2 separate regions of the Mus musculus genome follow, and region 1 is linked to region 2. Evidence: chromatin contacts called from public HiChIP or PLAC-seq data. All regions are on one chromosome and are shown on one strand. Each heading gives the region's core, a stretch centred on a gene start, on an enhancer-like site or on the middle of the called end of the contact. The rest is flanking DNA. Distances are from core to core; before and after follow the strand shown. Region 1 has its middle 10 kb from the start of Gcgr. Region 2 holds the start of Aspscr1 (alveolar soft part sarcoma chromosome region, candidate 1 (human)).

Region 1 (5,663 bases), core at 1,043-3,542, 150 kb before region 2:
TCCGCCCCAAAGATTTATTATAATAATAATAATCTTATTATTATACATATTGTAATACAATATTATAAATATTTTAATTATTATAAATAAGTACACTGTAGCTGTCTTCAGACGCACCAGAAAAGGGCATCAGATCTCTCATTATGGGTGGTTGTGAGCCACCATGTGGTTGCTGGGATTTGAACTCAGGACCTTCAGGAGAGCAGTCAATGCTCTTATCCACTGAGCCATCTCGCCAGTCCCAAGAAGTGTTGTTTTTAAAAAAACAAAAAACAAAAAACCCCCCAAAACTCTAGTCATTCAATTTTACCAAAGAAGACTCAGGAGCCAGACACCAGGGTGAAAACCTGCTGGCTCAGGGAGCTACATCACAACAAGGTTTTTTTTTTCTTCACAGTCTGATCACAGATCCTGTGATACAGAAGAACATTGTCTGCCTCACTGTCTCCAGCCTGCAGCCCGCCTGAGGATCTTCCCAACACCTCCAAGGCCTGAAGCAGAGCCTGAGGAACCTCCTGGGAACATTTCCCTGGATCCACCCCCATCGCTGGCGAGACAGTTGGACAGCTTGTGTTTGCACATTCGGCCCCCACAGCTAGGCTTCCTTAGGTCCACCCACTTCCCCCTCCTGCCTTATAGTCCCTGGGAGTTCCCAGCCTAATTGAGTCAGCAGAAGTGTGTGTGACTACAACTGGCCTACTCTTGTGCAACTTGGAACTTGGAACTCCTCCTGAGGTAGGGAGCCCCGGCTCTGAACAAGACTTTTCTGAAGCCTCATACTGTTTAGCGATGTGTTTCTATACATTTCTATGGCCAGTGTCACAGTTCCCTGTGTAGGCCAGGTGAGTGTGTTACCATGGAAGTGCACATTCTATGCTTTACACACACACCCACAAAAACTAACATCTACAGCTCCAACCTTCATCCTCCAAGGCTCAGCGGACAGAAGAGAAGGCAAAAGGAATGTAAGACGGAGACAGAGGAGCACCGTGAACAGCCATCTTCTGAACAAGGCACAGAAGCTGCACTTATGAGGTCACGACGACAGCTGTGGCTGCCTGCACAAGGTCTTCACAAATCAGAGAGGCCCCACCCTTCACTGGGGCTCTATTATGGCTACGGGTGAAGAGAGTTGATATTCTTGGGGTGTGGCTGTTGGCAGGTTGCCCATGCTTCACTGGAGGGCTGAGTACCTATGTGCACATATGTAGCTCTGATTGGATTCAGTGAAGGGATGAAGGAGGAGGGGGATGTGTTGGGGAGGGGAGGGAAGATAGGAAGTGTCACTATCATTAAGACACACTGCTTAACTGTGTGTCAAAATACAGGAAAAAAAAACACTTTAATTGAGTCAGCACGATAAGATTGCAGGTGTAAAGGTGCCCACGTGGTGGGAACTGACTCCTACAAGACACACATTCACACCCACACACAAAAATAAACACATGTAATTAAAAATTGTTTTCCAGGGGGGTGGATCTGGGAGGAGATAGAGGAAGGAGTGGACATTAATACAATCAAAATAGATTATATGAAATTCTGAAAAGAATTAATATAACTATTATAATACACACACACACACACTTATATTTTCTAAGACAGGATAGCCCTGGCTGTCCTGGAACTCACTATGTAGAGCAGACTGGCCTTAATTTCAGAGATCTGCCTGCCTCTGCCTCCCAAGTTCTGGGATTAAAGGTGTGTGCCGTTAACACCTGGCTAAATATTATGTTTTAAATATCTTACAAAAAAATAACTAGCCAGTCATGGTGACATATCCCAGCACTCAGGAGGCAGAGGCAATCCAGTCTCTGTAAATTCAAGGTTGGTCTGTTCTATAAACTGAGTTCCAGAATAGCCAGGGCTACTGTCACAAAACAAAACAGAACAAAACAAAACAAAACCCTATACTTCTAGGTGGGATTATGGCTCACAGCTGTTATCCCAGCACTTGAGAGGCTGCGGCAGGAGGATTGCTGTAATTTTAAAGGTACCTTAGTCTATAAAGTGAGACCTTGTTTCAACAAAACAAAAAGTATCAGCCAGAAGCTAGAGAGATGGCTCAGTCATTAAGTCTGGGGTAGATGGATCAAGTCTTTGCCTGACTTAGACCCTGCCTCAAGCAAACAAACCCCTGACAAAATCTCCAGTTGTGCAGCCCTAAACATATTCACATTGTTGAGTAATTCTCACCAAATGAAACTCAGTCCCCATGAAACATCACTACCTCGCTGTGGGCTCCGGCCACCTCCCTTCTACTTCCTGTCTGTGACTGCCCGCTCCAGGCTCCCTCCCTTCAGGCCAATTATGCTTCATGATGTCATACACTCCTGGGCTTACCACCCGCCAGCCACGGACACTGGGGCTTCATGGACTGCCAGCGCTTGTGAGCCGGGCTGCTGTGAATGTGTGTCCACAAATCACTTATATCCCTGTTCTTTATTCTCTGTCGCTGTGTGGCTGTCCCAACCCCATCAGCAGCGAGTGTTGGGGTCTGGAAGGGCTCTGAAGAACAGCAACAGAATCCTTTAGGGTTGCAGTTAGCACAGAGCAATGGTTCATTTTCATGATCACCCTAATTGGATTCAGAGATGTCTAGAGGCTGGAGAGACACTCTGTCTTTGAGAGCACTCACTGCTCTCCTAGTGGCCTCCAAAAAGATCCCAGCACCCACAGGGCAGGTCACTGTCAGTGAATTTACATCGGTTCCGGGGAGAGCCTATGGAGGGCTTCAACTCCTTGGTATCGCCCCACTTTCTGAGAGTTGTAACAGAACTTCCTGTGACTGCTTTGGACAGATCGCCACCACCTCTAGGCCTTTAGGGACCCGTAGGTGGGGACTCTTGCCTCCTGCTGTGACAGTCCAGCACAGGAAGGACAGACCCCACTACCCACCCACTTTAGCTGAGGGCTCTGAGGCAAGAGTCAGTTGTCTGAGCTCTCTTCGTTCCCACTGACCTCTCATAGGACGAGCCTGACCTGCCCAGCTCGGAGAGGACTTCAGGGCTAAGAATAAGGGAGTCCCTCGTGCCTGGGCCCAGGGCACCTGAGATGGTGGAGTTGCTCCCGGGGACTCGTAGGCTGGGTCGATCTCAGGAAGTGACAGTGTCTGGGATAGTCTAGGAGTCCCAGGCGCTGCCTACATGGGGGAGGGGAGACTCTGCCAGGCAGTCAACAAGCTTTGGGTCCTCTCTCTTGGTCTTCCTGGATGTTTAGGCTCAGGCATGTCCTCAGAGCTGGGTTCGGCATGGCTGAGCATGAGATAGGCAGTGGGTATCGGTTTAGCTTCAGAATGTGGATAAAAAAGTCTTGCTGCCTTTCACAGGCCAGTTACCTGAACCACACTTAGCCCCTCTAGCCCCATTGCCCACACCCAGGCCTCTAGAGAACAGCAGCCCCTCATGTCAAGAGGCTCACAGGTCAGCCCACCACACTCTGTCACTCAACAGTTCCAAGACATACAGTCACACCCAAACACACCCAGACACAGAGGACATACAAATACCACAAGCAGACATAGGCGTGCACACACAGACATGCCTTTCCAGGAACGATAAGCTGCAGGCTCCAGGCGTCAGGGAGCTCTGTGCCTTCTCTACGAGGAAGAGCAGGCCTGGGAGGCATCTGTTGTGCCAGCTCTCTCTCCCGTTCTCTTCAGATGAAGCCCAGGTGCCAGTTGGCCAGCAGGGCCTGGGTTTCTGCCCAGCTGAAGGGCCATCTGGGAGGACATTTTCCCCAAGGAGACTCTAAATCTGTCTCTGGCTAATAGGGCTGGCTCTGGCCAGAGAAGAGGCCTACTGGAGGGGCCAGGGAGGTTGTCAGAGGCCTGGATTCAACCTGCTGTGGGGCAAGAGACCTCCCTCCAGGCCTGTGGTAGGACAAGCAGGCTTCCACCACCCAGTAAGACTACCCAGTGTTGAGAAAAAAGGAGTTTTGGCACAACCTTGCTGTTCTTGTAGAAGATCCAGGTTCAGTTCTCAAGACCAGCATCAGATGGCTCACAACCACCAGCTGCAGGGGATCTGACGCCCTCTTCTGGCCTCAGAGGGCACCAGCACATCTGCACGTACTCACACAAACACAGACACACTCTCTCATATTTAAAAAACTAAATCAGGCAATGGTGGCACACATCTTTAATTCCAGAACTCAGGAGGCAGAGGTAGGAAGATCTCTGTGTTTGAGGCCAGCCTGGTCTACAGAGTGAGTTCCAGGACAGTCAGGGCTACACAGAGAAACCCTGTCTAGAAAAAAGCAACATCTGTACAACAAAAGAGAAAAAAAAAAAAAAAAAGAAAAGAAAAAAGAAGAAAAGAAAGAAAGAAAGAAAGGAAGGAAGGAAGAAAGAAAGAAGTGAAAAAAGAAAAAGAAAGACCCCCAGAAAACTGGTTATGGCTGGCTGGAAACACTCTCAGAGAGATAGGTGGATGGGAGAGAGGGCTCAGAGACTCAAAGTGCCTGCCACTAAGCCTGAGGCCCTGAGACCAACCCAGAACCCATATAAAGATGGAACGAAAGAACCAACTTCACAAAGCTGTCCCAGCATGCATGCCATGGCATTGTGGCCACACATTCACAGTAATAGTAATAATAATAATCTAATAACATTTGAAAAAGCAAACAAAACCAGCTGGGCATAGTGATTCATTCATTTAATCCCAGCACTGAGGAGGCACAGGCAGGTGGATCTTACTGAATTCAAGGCCAGCCTGATCTGTATAGTGGGTTTCAGGACAGCCAGGGCTACATAGTAAGACCTTACCTCAAAAAACCAAACCAAACCAAACCAAACCAAAACAGCTAAACCCCAGAAGGAGCCGGTGAGAACTCTGACCCCAGTGCACCTCACGGTCAAAACTGGACATCTTTCCTCCGAGGTCACGAATAAAGCAGGAAAGCCGGGCATGGTGGTGCACGCCTGTAATCCCAGCACTGGGGAGGCAGAGGCAGGTGAATTTCTGAGTTCAAGGAGGCTAGCCTGGTCTACAGAGTGAGTTCTAGGAAAGCCAGGGCTACACAGAGAAACCCTGTCTTGTAAAAACAAAAAAACAAAACAAACAAACAAAAAAAAAACTCCAAACAAAACAAAACAAAAACAAATAAAGCAGGAAAGCCCAATCATGCCACCTCTGAACGTTGCACCACAGGTCACAGTTCCAACAATGAGTTACCAAAAAGTAAATAAAATCTTGCAGATTGCAAAGGAAGAAAATGTATTTTTCGAACACAGTGCAGAGTTGTCTTCACAGAGAAACCCGAAGAAGCTACAGAGACAGAGATGTGAGCATTAACGAGTGGAGGGAAGAGACCTAGAGATAAAGCACGCGCCGCGACTCTGTATACCAGCAGTGAGTAATCGGAAATAAAAAACCTTAAATATCGCTGTGAGCATCTATGGTGAGGACACAACGCAGTATCTGCCCAGTGCTTGGGATGCTAAAGTGGGAAGAATCTGATAAAGCGTTAGTAAATATCGAGTAATTAGACTCTAAATGCTTCATCGTCAGCTAATTAGCTCTGGACAAATGAGACAGCCGAGGGACTGGGCTTGACAGGACCAGTGGAGTTTGCAGGGTCACTACTGGAGACGCAGGTCAGGAAAAGCACTTTGCCTGGCATGCATGAGGCTCTGGGCTTGGGGAAAAATCACTTATAGCAATGAT
Region 2 (6,472 bases), core at 1,299-3,798:
CTTATATAAAACAAAACAACAGAGACAAACACAAAGAATTTAAAGTTACTCCTCACAAGAAGCACAGCAGCCAGCGTGAAGGCAGTCATAATGACTAAATTTAGGTCAATTTAAGCACGAAAGAAACAATACTCAAACCCTACAATGAAATGGAAAAAAAAAAAGGCATGAGGGGCTAGAGAGATGGCTCAGTGGTTAAGAGCACTGGCAGTTTTTCCAGGTGTTGCAGGTTCAAGTCCCAGCACCCACATGGTAGCTCATAGCTATCTATAACTCCAGTTCCAAGGGATTTGATACCTACTTCTGGCCTCTACTGGAACCAAGGGAATGCATGTGATATACAGACATGCTTGCAGGCAAAACTTCCACACATATTATACACACACACACACACACACACACACACACACACACACATATATATATATATATATATGTTTTTTTGTTTTTGTTTTTTTGAGATCGGGTTTCTCTGTGTAGCCCTGGCTGTCCTGGAACTCTGAAATCTGCCTGTCTCTGCCTCCCAAGTACTGGGATTAAAGGCATGCACCACCACTGTCTGGCCACATATAAAATATTAAAAAAGAAAACCTAAAAAAAGAAAAAAGAAGGGCTGGTGAGATGGCTCAGCAGGTAAGAGCACCCGACTGCTCTTCCAAAGGTCCTTAGTTCAAATCCATGTCCCAGCAACCACATGGTGGCTCACAACCATCCGTAACAAGATCTGACTCCCTCTTCTGGTGTGTCTGAAGACAGCTGCAGTGTACTTACATATAATAAATAAATAAATCTAAAAAAAAAGAAAAAAAGAAGAAAACCCCAGAATTCACATTAATTTAATATATATGATTTTTTTTTAAAGAGAGATGTTTCTTTTTCTCTTTTTTATTTATTTTTTATTTTTTTTATTTTTTGGTTTTTGACACAGGGTTTCTCTGTGTAGCCCTGGCTGTCCTGGAACTCACTCTGTAGACCAGGCTGGCCTCAAACTCAGAAATCTGCCTGCCTCTGCCGCTGGAGTGCTGGGATTAAAGTCGTGGGCCACCACTGCCCAGAACCACTACCAAGAGATAGCACCACCCACAATGGGCTGAGCCCTCCCACATCAATCACTAATTAAGAAAAATGCCCCACAGCCAGATCTTGTGGAGTTATTTTCTCATTTGAGGTTTCCTTCTTTCCGATGACTCTAGCTTGTGTCAAGTTGACATAAAACTAGCCCGGACAACTGTCAAGGAAATAAATAAAAAAAACTCATTCATCAATTGGTGTTAAAACTGTTGCATAATAAATGTGGGAAGAAAAAAAAAAAAACATGGCATTGTAGTCTTAAAGAATTAGCCTATAGCTGACTAATTTACTACCCAAGGAAAGAGGGACCTTGATTATGGAGGATTCCGACTTTAACTTGAGCCTGACCATGGTCAAATTTCACATGCTCACTTTCAGAACAATCTGTATCTCTTGATGGCTGTCCATTTTTCTCACTGCACCTCTCTAAATGTTCTGCCAGAGGATTCTAACAGTGGGACAGTTGAAAGAAAACAGACTTGAGGGTTTGTGAGGTTTTGTTTTAAATGCTAGTGTGTAAAAAAGAAAGGAAGAAAACCAAAGGGGACCCGGGAAGGTGGGCAGCACAGTGAGGGTCTAAGGTTGCATAGAACACGCAAACTCTTCCCATTCTTTTCCCCATGTTTGTCAATACACACGTGTGACACAGATGCTGTATACCAGCTTCTCCAGTCAGATTTGGAGATTTTTACAACAATCCCAAGGACCATAGGCAAAGCATTCTCCTTGAAGTCATGGTGACAAGCTAAGAGAGGGCCTGAAGTCAACAAGATGGCTCAGCAAGTAAAAGTGCCACCAAGCCTGGTAACCTCAAATGAATCCCTCAGTCCCACAAGGTGGAAGGAGGGAACAGGCAAGTTCGCTGACAATGCACACAGGTACCATAGCATGCCTGTACCTGCTCTTCCACAGACACACAATAAAAAAAAAACACATAAAATATAACTTTATTATTATTGTTGTTGTTATTTTTTCAAGACAGGGTTTCTCTGGGTAGCCGTGGTTGTCCTGGAAGACTGTTGCTCTGTAGACCAGGCTGGTCTTGAACTCAGGGATCTGTTTTTGCCTCCAACATACTGGGATTAAAGGCTTGCATTACCACATCAGTCTCAATAAAATATTTTTCTAAAAGGTTGTCGCCATGTGACGATGATGATCACAGGAACACTTGAGAAGGGAGGCAGGATCAGTACTTAACGGAGTAGGTACAAAGGCTAACTCTGGTGTGCGCATACCCAGTACTTGGTGACAGACAGGTAGCTGTGGGCCCCAGGCTGGCCCCAGGCAGCATAGCTTTCTTGCAGGCAGCCCCCAGAGCTTGGAGGTTCCCAGGAACACGTGCCTCCGGATGAAGAAACAATGTCCCTGACAGAACTGTGCTCCTTCCAGGGAGGTGCCTTTGGTCCGCGCCGTCGGGACGCCATCAGGCTGCCTAATAGCAAAGCAGAGCCAGAGCGCCGGGGGCGGGCCCGGAAGCGAGTTGGCCCCGCCCCCGAGACCGCGTGGCTGTGCGTCCGGGCTGTTGCGGATAAAGTTGTTTGAGGCGAGCCGGCTGCGGTCACGTGAGCGGAAGATGGCGGCCCCGGCGGGCGGCGGGGGCTCCGCGGTGTCGGTGCTGGCCCCAAACGGGCGGCGCCACACGGTGAAGGTGACGCCGAGCACCGTGCTGCTGCAGGTGCGGCCGCCGGCCCGGGTGGGGAACGGGCGGATGGGTGGACCCGCGGGCCGCCCGGGGTCGCCGCATCAGGGCCCGCCCCTGCGGTTGCTCCTAGGGCGGTAGGGCGGGACCGGGTCCCGGTGGGCGGGGCCTGAGGCAGCCAATGAGCGCCTTTCGCGCGGCTGTCCGCCCCATCCTCTAGATCTGGGTCCCGGGGGCGGGGCGGGATACTTGGAGGCGCGTTTGCTGAGCACGGTGGGGTGGACCCCACTAACAGGGTCGAGCCTTGCGAGCCCCAGAATCTTCGGCGCTTGTCCGAATCCAGCCTTCTCGGTCACCGGGAAGAGTGGCGTTCCTTCCTGCTCAGCTCAGGGGCGTCCCTCCGGACCCTAGGGCCTGTGTTCCCGGAAGTGAATTTTGCTAAGTCACTCACGGCTTTTGATTGTTGCTGTTTGTGACCTCGTATGAATTACACCTGCTTATTAAACCTCTGTTGTTAGGTTACAAAGGCGTACACGATTCATATCTGTGGCAGGGCCATACAGAGTGACCTCCATTTGGAGCTGCGCTCATGTAGAGGAGGGTTCTGGTCATGCAGCAGTTGCACAAAGACTGCCGGGCCACAGAGTGGCCGTGGACACAAAGTTCAGTAAGGCAGATTATTATTTGTGGCTAGAGGCCTCGCAGAGCCTAGAACATGGGACCAGGGGTGGACAGGCTAGGCCATAGTTGGAGGATTAAGTCAATAATGGGTCCCCAGTAGGAGGGGAGAGAGTAGACAGGATTTGCATGTAGTTTGCTTGGAGCTGGTGAGTGAGATGTTTGGTGGGCTGGCCAGTGCGCCTACTATCAGTTGAGGTAGGTTTTACCGATCATTTGTCCCACAGGTACTAGAAGACACATGCCGGCGGCAAGACTTCAACCCCAGTGAATACGACCTGAAGTGAGTTTGCTTGGACTCAGCTGTGGGCTTCTCAGTCTACCTGGTCCTTTTCTCAACACATACTATCTCTGCCTTAGAAGCGCCCCCATAGGTACTTTAATACAACAGAAGTTTATCCTTGCCCAGTTCTGAAGGCAAAGTCCAAAGTGCCCAGAGTATGGTTGTGCCACCCCCCCCCCCCAACCGCCCCCAGATTCTCTGTGTAGCCCTGACTGTCCTGGACTTCACTTTGTAGACCAGGCTGGTCTCAAACTCACAGAGAGCCTTCTGCCTCTGCCTCCACAATGCTGGGATCAAAGACCCCACCCCCACCCCTGTGGCTATACTCTAGAATATTCTAGGGAAGAGGACTCATCTCTTTCAGCTTCTGGCTGTCCTGGTATTTCTTGGCTTGTGACTGCATCAGTACAACTTCTGCCTTGATCTTCAAACGGCCCGAAGACACAAGTCACTGGGTTTAGGGTCCTCTGGTTAGTCCAGGGTGACCTTATTTAATTTACTCTCTTAACCTACATTCATAAATACTTGTGACAAATAAGGTCATTTTCACAGGTTTTAGGGGCAAGAACAGTGATGTATCTTTTGGGGAGCACTGTCTAAACCCACAAATGCAGGGTTTTGGCTGTCTGTGTAAATTCCTGGTAGGACAAAGGAATGGCTAGAAAGCTGTAAAGGGATTGTTCGCCTCCCAGCTGCTGTAGTCCTCCCATGTCTGGGTCTCTGGGTCAGGGTGTTAGTACAAAGAGAGCAGTCCTCCACCAGGTCCTCGGGTCTGAGGCCATAGGAGGGATGCAGGTTTCTGTCTTAAGTAGAGCTTTTATTCTTGGAGACATGTTTTCACAACATTGTCCTAACACAAGAAGCCCACTCTCTTGGCCTTTCCCATGCTGTCGTGTGGGCTTTCTAGGAAGAAGTTTCTTGGAAAAGATACCTATATCAGGCCATTCCAGTCTCCGGCTCCCGTTCTGGTCTTCTAAGAATCCCAGAACATGTGCTCTTGAGTGGCCAAGCCATCTAACAATATCCTGCCACAAAGCTTTGTGCCAGCTCTGTTCTGTTAACCTGCCCATGGTCCACGTAATGGTGTCTGGTTGGAGCAATGACTATAATTTGAGCCAGTTCCTCTACAACACTACATTAGCTCTGCCCTTGTCTCCCTTTCCATCCACTGACTGTAATTTGTTTAAGAACTGCTCCCATTGCCCTGGCTGGTGCCTGGCTGTAAACAGAGTGGCCTCTTCTCTCCACCCAGTGTTCTCAGCTCTTAGGCCTGATGTCCTGGTTCCCACTAGCATTTTCTATGGCAGTTTGCTGGTTTTGAACCTATGTTGAGGGTTCGGATCAACCATGGCTGATCCCTGTCAGCCGATGAGAACTAGCTGATGAGGTGGTCTTGTTCTCAGTTTCTCCCTCTCTCTCTCTTCCTCACCTCTCCTCCCCATTTTCCTCTTTCCTTTTTCTTTTGTGAGAACCTATGTAGGCCTGGTTGGCCTGGAAGCATTGTTTAGACCAGGCTGACTTTGAGCTCACAGAGATCCTCCTGCCAATGCCTCCTAAGTATTGAGATTAAGGGTGTGCCACTGTACCTAGCTCATTGTCAGCTCTTCTAAACACCCTTGGGCTTTATTAACAGGTCCTGTCCAGAAAACTCTTATTTCCAACAGTGTCTTGCATTTATAATGTTGGGCTAGTCACTTTGTATATTCAAAGTGGTTGACCATGGACCATATATTAAAAATTCACAGCCGGGCAGTGGTGACGCACGCCTTTAATCCCAGCACTTGGGAGGCAGAGGCAGGCGGATTTCTGAGTTCGAGGCCAGCCTGGTCTACAGAGTGAGTTCCAGGACAGCCAGGGCTATACAGAGAAACCCTGTCTCGAAAAACCAAAAAAAAAAAAAAAAAAAATCACAGATTTATCTGTCTAGTTCTGTCGTTTCCTGTTGTCCTCCCCCATGCATGTCTAGTAAGTTTTGTGTTGTCAGAGCTGTGGGTGGAGCTTTTCTTGGGCATGTGAACTGTAGCCCCTATAGTTCTCATTCCCAAAGTGTCTTGGGACCTAAGGGGGTCAAGGATGAGGAGGCTGTTGGGTAGAGACTGGCCCTTCCCTGGGTGATTTCCCCCCCCCCTCCTCGATGATGATGGCACTGAGGGAGCCTCTTTCCCTTCTCTTCCAAGGGGCAGGTATTGGTTTCCTGTTGGCCCATCAGGGGATGCCAGGAGCCACGCATCAAGGTCCAAGGCTGCCCTTGTGTGGCCTAAAGTGTCATTGAGCTCTCTAGTCTGGGCTGAGTTGTCTTGACGGGCAGACATCTTGGAGGCTGTTTCCTGTATGTGCTTGAGCCTTCACTGACCTCCAGATCTCTTGCTTCTTTAGTGTTTCTGAGAAACCAGATGTTTAAAACCCCCTGCAAGCCTTGGAGCCTCACTGTTCAGGATGCCAAGGGGCTTTCAGGCTTGCCTTGTCCTCCAGGTGTGGGGAGGAGGGGCTACGTTGATCTCTCTTTAGTGGTTGGAGGCACTGAGCTCTCTTTAGGCCTTCCTGCACATAAACCCCTCAGGACTTAAGCAGAGAGGTGACGGCTAATGTGACTGACTGGTCTGGACTCACTCTGAATGTCTCTAAGGACATTGGGCTGGGCTGTCCTAGAAGTGGTTTTGTAGGATCTGCCTTCTATACTTGCTCCACTTTCCTTTGGATAGCAGCGAGCAGCAGTTGTAGGGATGGGGTTTCTTGGGCTGGTGTATATTGCCTAAGGCCAAGCAGCTTTGGCAGTTGTAGTGACAGAGGGTAGCCTGTTA

Evidence for each region. HiChIP or PLAC-seq counts read pairs in DNA pulled down with a chosen protein or histone mark.
Region 1: a FOXA1 HiChIP or PLAC-seq map of pancreatic cancer cells shows a contact between it and region 2. The contact joins the enhancer-like site here to the promoter of Aspscr1 in region 2. A contact is called at or near these places in 4 of 39 promoter capture datasets (cranial neural crest, liver and maxillary cranial neural crest), 1 of 15 datasets of contacts at CTCF or cohesin (large pre-B cells), 13 of 484 Hi-C or Micro-C datasets (CD4 T cells, the G1E-ER4 cell line, Kupffer cells and 9 more), 10 of 115 datasets of contacts at active chromatin or transcription factors (the SCID.adh cell line, double positive thymocytes, embryonic stem cells and 6 more) and 4 of 9 other capture datasets (adipose tissue, embryonic stem cells, liver and 1 more).

What each region holds. Positions count from the first base shown.
Region 1 is chr11:120,517,634-120,523,296 of GRCm38.p6, forward strand. No RefSeq gene overlaps it. Among named protein-coding and RNA genes, the nearest start is that of Gcgr, 10 kb to the right of the region's middle. Within about 2 kb of position 2,293, at least 111 of the 459 cell types and tissues checked have an H3K27ac peak or open chromatin away from gene starts, as enhancers often do. A contact at or near this core is called in Kupffer cells, the SCID.adh cell line, adipose tissue and 6 more, where this site is marked.
Region 2 is chr11:120,670,425-120,676,896 of GRCm38.p6, forward strand. It overlaps Aspscr1 (alveolar soft part sarcoma chromosome region, candidate 1 (human)), which reads left to right and starts at 2,549. Exons shown (of 16, transcript NM_026877.2): 1 at 2,549-2,746; 2 at 3,616-3,671. The coding sequence starts at 2,645.